Regions from separate parts of the Mus musculus genome. Here region 2 is linked to region 1. A link is a contact called in public promoter capture Hi-C data. All regions are on one chromosome and are shown on one strand. The core of a region is the stretch at or near the end of the contact, and the rest is flanking DNA. Distances in the headings are between cores, read along the strand shown. Region 1 holds the start of Vcpip1 (valosin containing protein (p97)/p47 complex interacting protein 1). Region 2 overlaps Cspp1 (centrosome and spindle pole associated protein 1).

The links. Promoter capture Hi-C pulls out the DNA fragments that hold promoters and counts their contacts.
Region 2: a promoter capture Hi-C map of hematopoietic stem and progenitor cells shows a contact between it and region 1. The contact joins the enhancer-like site here to the promoter of Vcpip1 in region 1. A contact is called at or near these places in 20 of 39 promoter capture datasets (3T3-L1-derived adipocytes, the C10 cell line, the HPC-7 cell line and 13 more), 36 of 484 Hi-C or Micro-C datasets (the 63-12 cell line, B cells, CD8 T cells and 24 more), 20 of 115 datasets of contacts at active chromatin or transcription factors (the 230-238 cell line, the NIH/3T3 cell line, acute myeloid leukemia and 11 more) and 4 of 9 other capture datasets (adipose tissue, embryonic stem cells, liver and 1 more).

Annotation. Positions count from the first base shown.
Region 1 is chr1:9,744,240-9,751,856 of GRCm38.p6, forward strand. Vcpip1 (valosin containing protein (p97)/p47 complex interacting protein 1) reads right to left here and starts at 4,143. Exons shown (of 3, transcript NM_173443.3): 1 at 1,211-4,143. The coding sequence starts at 3,917. 1700034P13Rik (RIKEN cDNA 1700034P13 gene) reads left to right here and starts at 3,409. Exons shown (of 4, transcript NR_040462.1): 1 at 3,409-4,365.
Region 2 is chr1:10,092,773-10,100,389 of GRCm38.p6, forward strand. It overlaps Cspp1 (centrosome and spindle pole associated protein 1), which reads left to right. Exons shown (of 30, transcript NM_026493.3): 16 at 3,094-3,241. Among named protein-coding and RNA genes, the nearest start is that of Cspp1, 58 kb to the left of the region's middle. Within about 2 kb of position 3,784, at least 14 of the 459 cell types and tissues checked have an H3K27ac peak or open chromatin away from gene starts, as enhancers often do. A contact at or near this core is called in hematopoietic stem and progenitor cells, where this site is marked.

The DNA of each region.
Region 1 (7,617 bases), core at 2,893-5,392:
CCTGAAATCACTAAGTAATTTGAGCCAAGAATCAAATTGTGTCTTCTGATTCCCAACATCATACAGCCATTCTTCTATTCCACAAAATCTCTAAGAAACCACAATGTCTCAGAAATATAGAAAATACCTCGGATGATTTCCCCAATTCAGTTTTTTTTCTTTTTTAATATTTTTTATTAGGTATTTTCCTCATTTACCCAATTCAGTTTTTATGCCTACCAAACCAAAATGGACAATATCAAGTTGAAAGTTTGTACAGCTTTTATATCTCCCATGAGTAGGCTCCCAACTTAAAGCCAGTAATAACAAATCATTATAGTAGACCAAGGCCCAATTCACTACTATTTAGTAGTCTGAGAAAACAGAATTAAAAGCCAGCCCTTTTCTAGCAAAAAGGTCTAATCTCAACAAAATTAAGTCTCTTGTAACAACTAACCTTTAAATTTTCTTCATACTTGAAAACTGTGTAAAGCATGTTAACACACCAACTTAAAGACAAAGATTAAGCAAATAATGTAAATAGCGTACCACTAGGCAGGATCCCAAATTATCTAAAGGCTGAAATTACAGTATTTAGCTGATAGTATATTTTCCTTCAATTTATACTAAATTATCAAAAAGAAATTCCTAACCCCATTGCCATCTTTCTTGTTTGTTTCTTATGAGCTATTCACTGCAATTATGCCAGAGTCACTGAACCATAAAATTAAACACAAAACCTATCATACACATAAGAAAAACATAATGAAGGAAGAACCGGAAATGGAAGAGATAGGCTAGTAGGTGGGAGCTCAGTGAGACTATAAACACCAGAAACTGCAATTCATCAAACAGGAAGTCCTGAAATCACATGACAGACAGGAAAATGAAATTAAAAATAAATGAAAAATGATCAAGATGGAGCTCAGAAAGGGAGAAAAAGAAAGGGCTTTAACTATAAATACATTTTTTAAAAATAAATTTTGAAATAAATTTAATTAATCTCATTTACAGTTGAGTAACTACTTTCATTCTGTAGTTTCAAGCTGTTCTAATTCACTCAATAATCATATTAGTATCTACTACCAAACAGGAAAATAATTTTCTCCTATGTATAGAATCAAATATTTATGGTAACAACAGGTTTTTCTTTTCCCTCTCCACAACAACAAAATCCTCAGTATTTCATACTCACAATAAAAATACACCATCAGAGTTTAATTGCTCTTACCCATTAATGTAGCTAAAAGACACAAGGAGTACATTTCTTTGTCAGCTTGCTCCTGAAGTTCCTTAGATGACAGTTTACCAGTAACAGCAATCTCTTCTTGTTTCACAGTGTGGGCTGAGTGTGCAGCAGTGGATGGACCACCTTCTGCTCTTCCTTTTAAGATCTCTATTGTAATTCTGTCACCGTGCTGTAAAGGAACTGGCTCCTTTTCCATCCCTGCCTGGGGTGGCATTAACTCTTTAGGAGGAAAGCCATATCGAATACACTGTAAATATGGAGGAATGTTGAACTCTCTGGCTATACTTTCCTGAAGCTCAAAAAAGGTTGTTGAAGGCTTAAGGGTAACCATAGACTGCCGTCCATCGTTAGTTGTTATTCGAATCTTCTTCTCCTTAGAAGTGGTAGGTGAGTAGGGAGCCTTGGTGGGGGTGGCAGGTGCAGATGATGGCCCATCACGAATAGTACTTGGAGAAACAGTTCTGGGCTGCCCCTTTTGCTCTTGTTTTAATTTCTCTGTTTTCCGTTTCTGCATCACAGAAGCTTGTTCTGTGATGTTCTGTTGAATAGTTCTTTCAGTTTTACTCATGTTTAATTCTTCCTTATGCAAAGTTTTTGTTTTCTGTCCAGTAAGAATAATTTTAGTTGGTAGCTGCGACTCCAATTCTTGTCCTTGCACATCTCCAACTCTCTGAGCATGAGCACCATCTATATTTACAGGAGTGTAATCGTCCGGATTTTTTTTTGCAGTCTGATGCAATATAGTGTGGACAACTTTCTGAACTAGGATCTCACTCCCAAATTCACCTGGAAAGTGCTTGGTAACAAGTTTCATTGCAACATCATAAACATTACTATTCAAAGATGGATCGCTTTCATACTGAAACCAATATACTGTTTCTCTGACTACTCTTCCTCCCCACTCCAAAGTGATAGGAAAAGCTTCTGGAAGATTGTCATACTCTTTACCTTCCCAAAAATGTTTGAATCCACAACCACATTTGCCACCAGTAGACCTAGAATTAGTTCTGTCTCCATCCAAATACACAATAGAGCCATCTCCTCTGACTCTTCGCACAGATGAGCCATGGCACCAATTACAAGCTGTTAGATTACTCAATCCATAGTCTGGTAGCAGAACATCTTTTACTGGATCATATGAACAAACCAAATTGTTTAAGGGAAAGCTGTAATTTTTGTCAGGCCTCAACTGCCCATGAGTACTTTTTGCCAAGTTATACAGTTTCCCTCCTGGAGCCAACCACTCAGAAGGGACATGAAGTTCAGAAAGGGCACCACAAAGCAAACACTTGTGAAGGCGATTGTCCATTACTGCCTTTTTAGCAGCTGCTGTAACTTCCTCAGGCTGAACTCCTATCACCCCAGTCCTTCTGTAGAAATACTGATGTACATCAGCAACCAAACTAGGATGGATACCATGTTTGTCCATAAAGACTTCTTCCATAGCAGCAACCAGCCTAAGTAAGTACTTATCCTGCAAACTTCTGTCTCCTCCAATAACACAGCCACCATCCTCCTCAAGCTTGATGTACTTTTTAATAAGGTCCTGAGGCACACCCCATGCTTTAGGTAACAAATTCATGGGTAGTTTGGGCAGGGCAGCCCCCTTTATGCCTACCAAGGGAATATAATGGTTTCTACCAGAGCTACTCCACGCAATACAGATTGGCTTGTTCAAATGACCATCTCTCCCAGTGCATTTCTCTGCAGGTATGAGGCCAGGTAGAAAGGTGGCTGAATAATCACCAGAGCTTCTCATGCCGCTGAGGGAATCTAAAAGAATTATGGGACGATGTAACACATTGGCAAGGCCGAATATGTGGATATTCCTCAGGCCTAAGGGGACACCTTCAGGTGGCACAAACAGAGGGTCACATTCATTGATAATGTCCTCCCACTCGGCAGCATCAATAAAGTCATGAAACAGGGCTTGATATCGGGCTAGGTGCTGCTGAAAGTGCTGCTTAAGATTCTCCCTCAGAGCATGCCAGAAGAGCTCTCGGCCTACTAGAGCCCTAGACACAGCATGCACTAGGCAGTGTCCATCCCCATCCACATGCACTGGGATGAGGCATTCTTGACTTTTATTAGCCCGTTTGATATCCTCGAGCGTGTCGTGCAAATACAGGAGGCTTCCGGAGCGGTCCTTGCCATAGCCCACTGTGTTGACGTGCTCTGGTTCGATGAGGAAGGCCCGGTCACCAAGTAACGCGCAATCGAACAGTTCGCCTTGGTTCATGTCCCGGAGAAGCTTGGCCCGGCCCGTTTGTTTGTCCATTCCATAGCGTGCCAATATTGGCGACAATAATTTGCAGTGGTAGTTGGAGAGGCCCATCACCTTTACCAGTTCCGTGTTCTTCTTGGGAGCCCCCGTCACTCCGAGTAGCGCGTTCCGCAGCAGATTGTGCAGCACTACGTCCGGGTCGGTCACCTCCTCCACTCCCAGCAGCTGTTGCTGCTCGTGCCGCTGTCCGCACTCGGTACACTCGATGCTGACAGAACCCGAGGCCGGGAAGAAGAGGCGCGCCTGGCACTTGGGATCCGGGCAACTCCCGGAAAGGATTCTTCGGTCCCTTCGTTTCGAAAGGCCCCCCGGAGAAGCCGCCGCCGCCAGAGACGACGAAGTCTGCGGAGCCTCAGGGGGAGGCGGCGGCGGCGGCAGCGGAGGAGGCGGCGGCGGCTGAGACATCGCTCTCGGCTCTCGCTCGGCGTCCCAAGCGACCCTCAAAGGCACATAGCCAGACCTCCGCCGGCCCGACGAGGTCTAGTCCAGGCCCAGGGCGAATGGCTTTCCTTTTCCTACCAGTTCCTCCTCCTCCTAGGCGAAGGCGGAAGCGCCGGACGTTGTTTCTCTTCTCACTTCTCCACTGCCTTAGCCGTTGCCCCGAACGTAACGGCCACCACCCCACCCCGCACTCACACTCACTCACTCTCGCTCTCTCCCTCAGACACAGACATACACGCCCTCACTGAGACTGCGCAGGCGTAGCTTCTGCTCTGCCCTCTGGGAACCAGAGTCTTCCGGCTCCTCTCTCGCGAAGGAGTGCTAGGCGCTTCCGTCCAGAAAGAACTTCAAATACCGTGATGCAAAGCGACTCGACGCACGCGGGGAGGAGGAAGAGGAAGGCACTCGGAAGGTGGGGGCAGAAAGGAAGTCGATGATTCGCGGAGCTTGTCGGTAGTTGTATTTTTAACTGGATCTCTTTTGTAGTTTGTCCCCCATTCTATGGCCCACGAGAAAGAGTCAGAGAAATCACATTCCTAGGCTGCTGTGGGTAGTGTCCCCCTGCACTTTCCCCTTGCGCAGAAAGGAGTGTGCTTGGGGAAAACAAAAGTGCAAAGGATTGGTGTGGAAGAGGGTCTAAAGTCCACCACCACTGCTAGGAAGTCCGGGTTAAAGGTCCTAAGAACATGGAAGGAGTTTTCTATGAGGCTACTTTTTTTTTTAAGTATATTAATTTTTCAAATACGATGTCATTTTTTTAAAATTACCACTTAGCTAGCAAGTGCCGTAACTGAGCTTCTATCTTATTCGTAGTTATAAGCTGGTAGGTTAATGATGAAAGGTCACAGTTTGAGAATTACTGATCGCCAACTTGTAAGAACACTTTTAAAGAAAACATCCTGTTATTATATTTGTCTTTTTGTATGTCTGTCTGTCTGTCTGTTTATTTGTTTATTTGTTTGTTTGTTTGTGTAGAATTCACTAAATAGACGAGGGTGGCCTCAAATCCACAGAGATCCACCTGCCTCTATCTCCTGAGTGATGGGACTAAAGATGTTTGCCACCAACCTGTCTTCTTTTTTAAGTGTTAAGGAAATTGCTTGTCATCAAATGTTTAAAAAATAAGTTTAAAAGAAAGTTAACGTTGTCTGTTAGCAGTTAGAGATCACAATTATTAAGGTTTTTCTATGCATATATAGTATACAGTTTTACTTTTTTAGCCCAGGCAGACCTCAAACTCCCTATAGTAGAGAATTGACCTTGAACTTTCTGTCTTCTGCCTCCACCTCCCAAATGCCAGGGTCAGAGGTACATACCACTACACCTAGGTTATGCAGTGTTAAGGGCTGAACTTGGAGCTTCATGCATGATAGGCAGGCATTCTACTAACTGAGATATAATCCCAGCCTGCATAATATATAGGAGATTTTCACTTCACTCTATTTTTTAGACTATAATATAATTATATGTCCCTTCCCATTCCTCCTTCCTAACCCTCATATATGCCCCTCCTTGCTCTCTTTCAAATTCGTGGTCTCAACTGATGCATTTTTCAAACTGTATGTGTGTGTGTGTGTGTGTGTGTGTGTGTGTGTAGATCTATAACTGTTCTTTGTGTTAAACACACTCTTTTCTCTGAAATTCAGGATAATTAGGCTCTATGTTTATTTCTGTCCACTTGACAGAAGTGGACAGAAGTTGAAGTTATCTGATTATTATTTTAATTAAAAGTAATGTAAAAATAATAGCTTTTTCATTGCTTACTATGACATAGTCATGTATTTCTAAATACATAAGTACAACCTGTTCAGTCTGTATACTGTTATTTGCATGCATGTTTTCAAGGTTGATTATTTGGTATGGGATAAGTTACTGGTGTGCTCTTCCCTAGGTAAGACTGCTTCCTCTCCTCTCAACATTCCTTCACTGCTTAGAGTTCTTTGTGCAGGGTTGGGGCCATACAGGCTTTCACCTCTCCACTTTAGTATGCTTATTGTTGTTTTTAAAGGGATCAAAATTGTTTAATAATAACAGTAGTAGTAGTAGCTACTAACGCCTACTTACCACCAACTGTACATTAGCATCTTTCCTGTGTATTTACTTACCACCAACTGTACATTAGCATCTTTCCTGTGTATTTAGTTAACATTAAAATATTGAAACAGGTACCATCATAACCAGTTCTATTTTGGAGATGAAGAAACTGAGCAACAGTAAGTTAAGTACTTTATTCAGTGTCTGAGTCCTCATTAGTAACATAATTAGGGTTAAAAGCAAATGTAATAGAAATTGTTCCAAAGCTGTATTTGTTTTTAATTTGTAATGTTGAAGATTGAACCTAGGGTCTCATGGATGCTAGAAATGAACTTTACAGCTGAGTTGTGATCCCAGGCTTCTTTTTAATCTTTGTTTTGAGACAAGGCCCAAGTTTCTTAGGCTGGTCTAGAACTCACTCTATAGCCCAGATAGACCCCTGATTTTCCATCCTCCTGTCTATGCCTCTGGACTAGCTGCAATTACAGGCCTGAGCCATAGGCACAGAGGAGGTTTTTTGTTTTGTTTTTGTCTTATTTTGTTTTGCTAGACAGGGTCTCTCTGTGTAGCACAGGCTATCAGTTTTGACCTCTAGCTCAGGCTGGCCTCAAACTCAATCTTCCTTATAGGTGCTGGGATTACAGATACAATATATGGCTGAAGTTGAAGCTCTTTCCTTCCCAAGACAGGCTGTCACTATATAATCATAACTAGCTTGGAATTCACTGTGTGGACAAGTCTGGCATAGAACTCATGAGGTCTGTCTGCCTCTATCTCTCAATTGCTGGGATTAAAGGCTTGTACCATCGTGCCTGGCTTGAAGTTGAGTCTTAATGGACATAAACCTAACATTTTACAGTTCAAATCAATATGAATTTAAATAGCCAGCCTAAGTAACCAGTGCCCCAGGGCTGTTTGTGATTGCATTTGTATTTCTTTTCCTCTTCCTCCTCTCTCTTTCTTTTTACATAGTACACAATGTATACGTTTGTTAGGAAGGAAAATAAGGATTAAGAGGTCACTTAACAGTTACAACTTAATTCTAGTAATAACCTTGCATTTTTCTCAAAGGTCTTAGTCTCTCTCTCCTTCTCCCTCCTCTGCCCTTCCTTTTTCCTTCCCTCCAATTAGCTCTGTTCCTTAAACAGTATAACTCGTTCTAATTTTGTGATACTTAAAAATCATAACAGCCGGGCGTGGTGGCACACGCCTTTAATCCCAGCACTTGGGAGGCAGAGGCAGGTGGATTTCTGAGTTCGAGGCCAGCCTGATCTACAGAGTGAGTTCCAGGACAGCCAGAGCTACACAGAGAAACCCTGTCTCGAAAAATCAAAAAAAAAAAAAATCATAACAAAATGTACTTCATATTCATACTTGCATAGGAGATATCTTAATGGATAAAGGCAAAGTATAATTCAAAATACATTTTAGAACTATTTGTTGCTAATGTAAATCATTTTATAGTTCTCTAACATGTGAATATATCAAAATATGATATAACAAAAATTAAGTCTAAGGCAGTCTTCTGGGGGATGTGTATTTTGGCAAACAGCAAGTTAATGTGGAGTTTGTGTATTTACAGCATCAGAACTGAGTCTCAATAGGGCATTCAGAAAGTCCTTCAAATGGA
Region 2 (7,617 bases), core at 2,534-5,033, 350 kb after region 1:
TTTGTTAGGAGATTATTATTTCTTCTATTTTGTTGGTAGCAATGCGCCTGTTTTAATAATTTACTTCACATTTTTTCATTTATTTCTTTAAGAATTTTCATTTTAGTGGGATACTAGTTTTGTTTTCTTATACTTTTTTGGCTACAGCCTTATGTGTCTGTGGCGGCCCTGGAACTCACTTCGTAGACCAGGCTGGTCACCTGACTATGCTCCCCAGAGACTCATCTGCCTCTGCCTTCTGAGGACTGGGATGCAGCTTTTTACATTGTGTCTTAAGAGTCTCTGAATTTCCTCAGCAACTTTTGTAATGTTTCTGCTTTCATCTCTGATTTTGAAAATTCAGACCTACCTACCTCCTTTCTACTCAACTTCCTTCCTCTTCTCTTCCCTCTTTCAGTTTGGCCTAAAGGTTTGCTGGTCTGGTTAATTTTGTCAAAAAACCCCAACTTTTCATTCCATTGATTCGTTTGTTTGTTTGTTTTTCTGATAATTTTATCCCTGACTTGATTTCTTTTCTTCTTGTCTATTCTTTTGGGTGTTGTTTGTTCATGTTTTTCAAGGTCTCCATCTAAGATTTTTTTTTTTTTTTTTTTTGAGACAGGGTTTCTCTGTCTCTGGCTGTCCTGGAACTCACTTTGTAGACCAGGCTGGCCTCGAACTCAGAAATCCACCTGCCTCTGCCTCCCGAGTGGTGGTAGGCACTTCATGCCATACATTTTCCTTATAAGAGCTGCCTTCATAATGTCCATAGATTTTGGTATGTTGTGATTTTACTTTCATTAATTCTAGAAATTTAAAAATTTCCTTTGTAATTTTGCCTTTGACCCAATTTTCATCCAGTAGGGTATTATTTAACTTACACGAGAGAGTAATTTTTTTCCTTTTCTATTGTTGACATTCAGCTTTATTCTTTCATGGTCAGATAAAATATGTGTTCAGTTTTGGAGAAAGTTCCATGGCTGCTGAAAATGTATTTTTAGTGTTCGGGTGGAATGTTCTACTCTAAGTGTCTGTTAGAGCCACTTCATTTATAGTGTCTTAACTCCAGAGCTTCTCTATTTTGATTTTGTCTAGATGACTTTTTTTTTTTTACTGCAGTGGAATATTGAAGTTACCCACTATCAGTATGTTGTGTTCAGTCTGTGATTTTAGATCTAGTACTGTTTGTTCTATGAACTTGGGTGCCCTTGAACTTAGTGTTTAGAATTGCAGTATCTTCGTGGTGGATTTTTCCTTTATTGAGTGTGAAGCCCCTCCCCCCTTCTAAGTTTGGTTTGGAATTTATCGTTCTGTTAGATATTAGACTATCTAAACCTGCTGGTTTCTTTGTCCATTTATTTGGAACAATACATTTGTCTATACTTTCATCGGAAATGGTGTCTATGGTTGATGGTGAGGTGTATTCTGATAACAAGCAAACCAATCAATCCAGTTTTCTAATCTAGTTTGTTAGTCTGTGTCTTTTTGTTGGGGAACTGAGGCATTTATTACTGGGAGTTTTGAGGGGGTTATTTTTGGTGAATGTTTATCAAGACCTGTTTTGTTGTTGTTGTTGTGTTGACTTCTTCTTATGCTCAGCTGTACTGGAACTATTTATTCCCTATACTCTCTTGGCTGTGTATAATTATCTTTTTAGACTGAACTATTCCTTCTAGTATCCTCTGTAGAGCTGATATCATGGGCATAAATTCTTTAAATCATGAAATGTTTTTCTTCTTCAATTATGGTTGACAGTTTTGCAGCCTGTAGTAGTCTGGTTGGCATCTGTAGTCTTTCAGAGCTTTCTATCCAGGGCCTTCTTGGTTTCAAACTTTCCATTGAAATTTTTGGTAGGCCTGCGATTATATACAACTTGGACTTTTGCAGTTTCCAATAGCCTTTCTTTGTTCCTGAGGAATCTTTATGATTTTGTCGAATAGGTTTATCCTCCTGTATGTTTGCTGTTTTTATAGTGTTCAGTACTTTCTCTTTCTGTTTGTGGTTTTCTTTTGTTTGTTTTTTAGATGAAACATTTATTTCTTCTACCTTGTGTTTTAGATATGATCCTGTCTGTAGGTGAGGCTTTGCTCTGGTCTCTTTGTTGGACATGATGAGTTTTTCTTTTCTTCAGGTTCTATATCTATATTAAGTCGTATTTTCACGTTACTTTACTCTTTGACTCAGAGCTCACTTGTACTCTGCAGTCTTCATCTTGGCATTTGCTCAGTATTCTCCTGGAGCTGAGGAGGTTAATGCTGTTTTGAAATCATTGTCTTGTTCATCAGCCAAGTTGCTTTTTTCAGGGACTGTGATGGAGGGCTAGTTTCTGGAGGAGACATGCTGTCTAGGTTGTTCATGGTTGTGTTTTTGTAATGGGATTCAGGCATCTGGAATTAGAAGGTTGATGGTGTTTTGTGGTATGGTATCTTTTCTTACCTTTATTGGCTGTGTTTGGAACTTTTCTGTTGCCTCAACTCGTTAGATTTTGGGCCAGCTGAATGGTGTTTTGTTTTCAGTCTGGGGGCCATGCTGTTTATATGCAAATGGAGCTGTCAGAAGTATTCTTGGTCTAGGGAGGGATAGGTGCAACTTCTGGGCTTTGGAGTAAACTTTCTGTAGGCTAGGGAGATTCTTGTTGCATATGGAGAGCTCTCTGGATTCTACAGGTTGTTCTTAAGTGGCAGGGCTGGGGGTCACAGTGGGTGTGAGCAGTGCTGTGTGGGGTCTCCGTGCTGAGCTGCTGTGGGCTTGGGAACTTGGTCTAGGCTGGCCAGAGTACTTGGGTACATCAGAGTGTCTGATTGTAGAGGGGATGGCTGACCGTCTGGTTGGTCCTCAGATTGAGTCTGGATGCTTCTCTACTAGGGGTTTTGGGTCAGTTTCTACTTGGATTTCTGGCGTTGGGTGAGGGGTTCTCCTTGAAGTTACAGGTCAGGCTCCCGAATTCACAAATCAGCATCTTTATTTGTTACTCTTAACTTTATGGTGAAGAAGTGCACTTAAAAATATATGTATATTTTTCTTACTAGAAAAATTAAGTAGTAGGATTGCTAGTGTTTTGTCTCAACCTCCTATAAGTCAATATTTACATTAAGCATATCTTATGTTGTCAAGATTCGGGAAAGAGAAGCAAGAAGGAAGAAAGAACGTTTAGAAAAAGAAGAATATGAAGCTAAATTAGAAGCCGAAATGAGGATCTACAACCCCTGGGGGAAGGGCGGAGGTGGTGCTCCTCTCAGAGACGCCAAAGGAAATCTGATAAGTATGATGTGTTCATAAACTTGCTTTTAAATGAATTATTTCCAGCATTTTAAGAGTGGAGAGTAGGAAGAAGTGGGAATCAGACTGGATAAGAAGGGTTTGTTTTATGATTTAATGAAAAGATGCTGCTCTGATTATGAATATAATGCACGCTAGAAAGCCTTTCTTCTGCAAAGCAGTATACTTCCCATCCTCTGATGACAGTCCCCGAACTGCAGAGAATAATTCATGTTAGCTGGTGCTCATCCAGACTAGGACTTAGAGGATATTCTTATTATTTTTTTAACTGAAAGTAATAAAACTTGCATAGAGTAGTTCTCAGAACTTTTCAGGAGGGCTTAAGCAGTATCCTTCTGGGATAAGTTTGTAGTAAAGCGTGAATTCTTGAGTTGTAAGATACTGCTTTAGAATTGTTTATCTGGGAGGAAATGAAGACATGGCCTCTGAGGTTTCCTTTTTTTGGCAGTAACGTTCAGTGTGTTTACTTCATGTCGTGGTCATCACGTGAGACAGAGAAAGTGTAGCATTTTATCAAGGACAGTGGAACATTTTTTAAATACCATCTTCAGAGTAACCAGTCAGTACCCAAAAAGTATCCAGTTTTGTCTATGGGCTTTATATCTTAGAGATATCTTACTCCACTGAGATGCTTAGGGAAGTGCACCATGACGACGGTGGCCCACCGTGTGCTTATAGCGGACTGTAATCCTGCTGTTTGCTTGTGGGCTTTGGGCTTTGCTTCTTCTGTTTACTTTTGTTCTCCTGATGGAGAAAAACTAAAGAATGTGAGTCTTTACCTCTCACTCTCTTACATCTTTTAAAGGAAGAATACTTATTAATGAAGTGAGGCAGAAAAAAAATGTTTTAAAGTAAACACCTGTTTTAATTGTACCATAAAAAAAAAATCAGTGTTCTTTATTCATTAGAACTCTGTATTTAAGTTATAAAAGGCAAGATATTGTAAAATGCTTGTGTAGGTGAATGGATAAGCTTATTTATCCTGTGTGTGTGTGTGTGTGTTGGGGGCACTACTTAGCAGTACAAGGAATGAATTGTTGATGCTTAACAATTTGGAAGAGTTAAAAGTTCTGCTAAGTAAAAGATCCATTCTGACAATTACCTTTGTACATTTCCATTACATCACATTCTTAAAATAACAAAGACTAAAGAACCTTCCTGGGGATTGTAGGCTGGGAATAGGAGCAATTAAGAGAGAGAGATGGATCTGCTTTGTTGGTGGAGCTTTGCAGAACTTAAGTGATTATAGTGGTGTGACTCGAGACTGTATAGGTTAAAATTTTAACAACTACAGCAGTGGTCCTCAACCTTCATAACACTGTGACCCTTTAATACCCTCATGGTGTGGTGATCCCCAGCCATAAAATTATTTTGTTGCTACTTGATAATTATAATTTTGCTACTGTTATAAATCATAATGTAAATATCTGGGAGGCAAGATATCTGATATGACCCCCAAAGTGGTCAAGACCCACAGGTTGAGAACTTCTGCTATACACCAAAAGAAATATGTGGGTAGAAGGAAAGTTAAACCCATAAAATTAAAAGTTTGACCACTTGAAAATGACTGGCAATCTCTCATAGGCCTGGTGAGAGGTATGGCTAAACAGCCTTTAATGTACATTTGAGCAAATGTCATATTTAATGTGTTGTCTTTTCCTTAGATTTATATTTGTTTTTATATATGTCTATTGAGGTAAAACTTGTATTTAGTAAAGTTACATTAAAAAACAAGATTTATTTATTTTATGTATATGAGTACATGCAGCTGTAGAGATGGTTGTGAGCCTTCACATGGTTGCTGGGCATTGAGTTTTTAAGACCTCTGCTCGCTCTGGTCAATTGTGCGGGCTCCAGTTGGCCCCGCTCACTCTGTCGCTGATTCCTTTGGCCCAAAGATTTATTTATTATTATCGTAAGTACACTGTAGTTGACTTCAGACGCATCAGAAGAGGGCATCAGATCTCATTATGAGTAATTGTGAGCCACCATGTGGTTGCTGGGATTTGAACTCAGGACCTTCAGAAGAGCAGTCAGTGCTCTTACCCACTGAGCCATCTTGCCAGCCCAATAAAGTTACGCTTAAAATTTAGTGACAGCTATTGCTAAAATCATTTCTACCACACTCAAGATGTAGATCTTACTTTAGAACTGCTAACAGGACTGCCCCCTCTGTCCCCTTATGGACAGTCCTCTTACAGCCCTACAAGCCTGTGATCTGCCTCCTGGGTGCCTTTTAATTTTGTAATAGGCTTTCATCGTAATATTTGTGAGATTCCTTTCTTTCTGTTACTGAATGGCATTGCATTGTTTTGAGGTATCACCATTGTGTATCCGTTTGCAGTTGATAGACACGAGTTATTTCCAGTTTAATGTCATTAAGAATAGAATTGCTGTAAATGGTTTTCAACCTATGTGCCATGAACACTTTGGGGAGCCTAAGACTGTCAACATTACAGTTCACAGCTGTAGCAAAATTACGGTTATGAAGTAGCAATGAAAATAATTTTATGGTTGGGATCACACAACATGAGGAGATATATTAGAGGATTGAAGCAGTAAGAAGGTTAAGAACCACTGATCAAAGTGCCCATGTGAATGTGTGCTTTTATGTCTTTTGGGTAAATGCGTAGGAATAGGGTCAGTTGGTTGTATAGTGTTTTGCTTGCTTGTTTGTTGGTGTTTTTTATCTTTGTTAGTTTGTTTTCCAAACTGTGCCTTTTTTCATTCTCACTAGAAAAGCAGCACATTTCTGATTGCTCTGAACTTCGCTCAGCATCACTTGACTTTTGTAGCAGCTTTTCATGGAATAATATATAGCTATTTCAGTTGTTATAAAACCTTTATTGTGAAATAACTTTAATACACAAAAGAGTTGCAAAGATACAGCAAGAGTAACTTTCAGTGTGTTTCCTTCACTGTTGACATTTATGCAATCATGGCACAAGTGTAAAAGCTAGAAATAACATTAATACGGTGCTGTTAATGAAATTATAGATAGTATCTAGACTTTGCCATGTCCTCCTACTGTCTTCTTCCTATTTCAAATGCTATAATTCTTTTAGTTGCCTATCTTGTTTATTGGATTTATTTATTTATTTATTATTGCTGTGTATTTATGCTTAATGTATAAGTGTGTCATGCCAGAGGTCAAACAACTTTGAGAGGTCAGTGGGCAACTTTGGGAGTCAGTCCTCTCCTTCCATCATGGTATCTGATAGGCAATCTGACTCAGGTGGAAGGCTTGGAGAGAGAGCACTTACTTTTACCTGGTTGACCCTCTTATCGGCCTGCCGTGTGTTTAACCTGCAGTCTGACAGTTGTCTTTGTAGTTGCCTATTTAAATCTATGTATGTGTGTGTAAGCTTTTATGCATGTTCTGTACCACTCAGTACATCCATCCAAAGTGCACCACAAAGTGGATTTTATTATTCAGAGTTATACCAAAAGGCAGTCTGTTTTAGAACACTGTGCACATTGAATTGCATTGGTACCACAGTGAAATACTAGTTAAATACCAGTTAGCACTACTTGTCTGACTTCATGGTTACATCATACACTTCACTAATTCTGTAGTAAGTGTGGAAATTTAGATGCTGGAGCCTTTTTCTCCTTTTCTTTTGTTTTGTTGAGACCTGGCTTCTCTGTGTAGTTCTGGATGACCTTGAGTTGTAGTTCACTGTGCCAGCTTCCCAGGTGCTGGAATTATGGGAGTCTGTCATGACCTCTCCTTGACCTTCCAGCTTTGTTGGTTTTCTTTTTCAAGATTGCTCTGGCAATCAGCTTACTTTGCTATTAGTCATATCCAAAAGAAAAAAATGGTGCCATTCTCTTTAGAATTGTACTGACCTCACAGGTAACTTTGGTGTGGGCAACATCTTAGCAATATCTATCCACTAGTGCTTTTAGTTAATTTCTTTTATCAGTATTTTATACTTTTATAAATCATATTTTATACATATTTTGCCAACTGCATAACTAAGTTTTTAATGTTTTGATGCTATTAAGATGGTATTTTGAAAATTACCTTTTTTCATGTGTATAGTGTGTGTATATGTGTGTGTTCAGATGCACCTGTGTGTTGAGGAGAAGTTGTTATTGGGGGTTTTCCATAATTACTCTCCACATTGTCACTGAGGCAAGGTCCCCCAGTTTAAGCCAGAACTCAACAGTATGGCTAGTATAGACAGCCAGCTTTCTCCAGTAGCCTTTTGTTTCTACAACTTGTGAGTGCTGAAACTAGAGCCAGGTCTCCATTGCCTATCAGCATTTTTGTGTGTGCTAAGGTCTGAGCTCGAGGCCTTCCAGCTGCTCCTTGCTTAGCAAGTGTCTTAGTCCCTCAGCTCTTTTCCTTTTCCT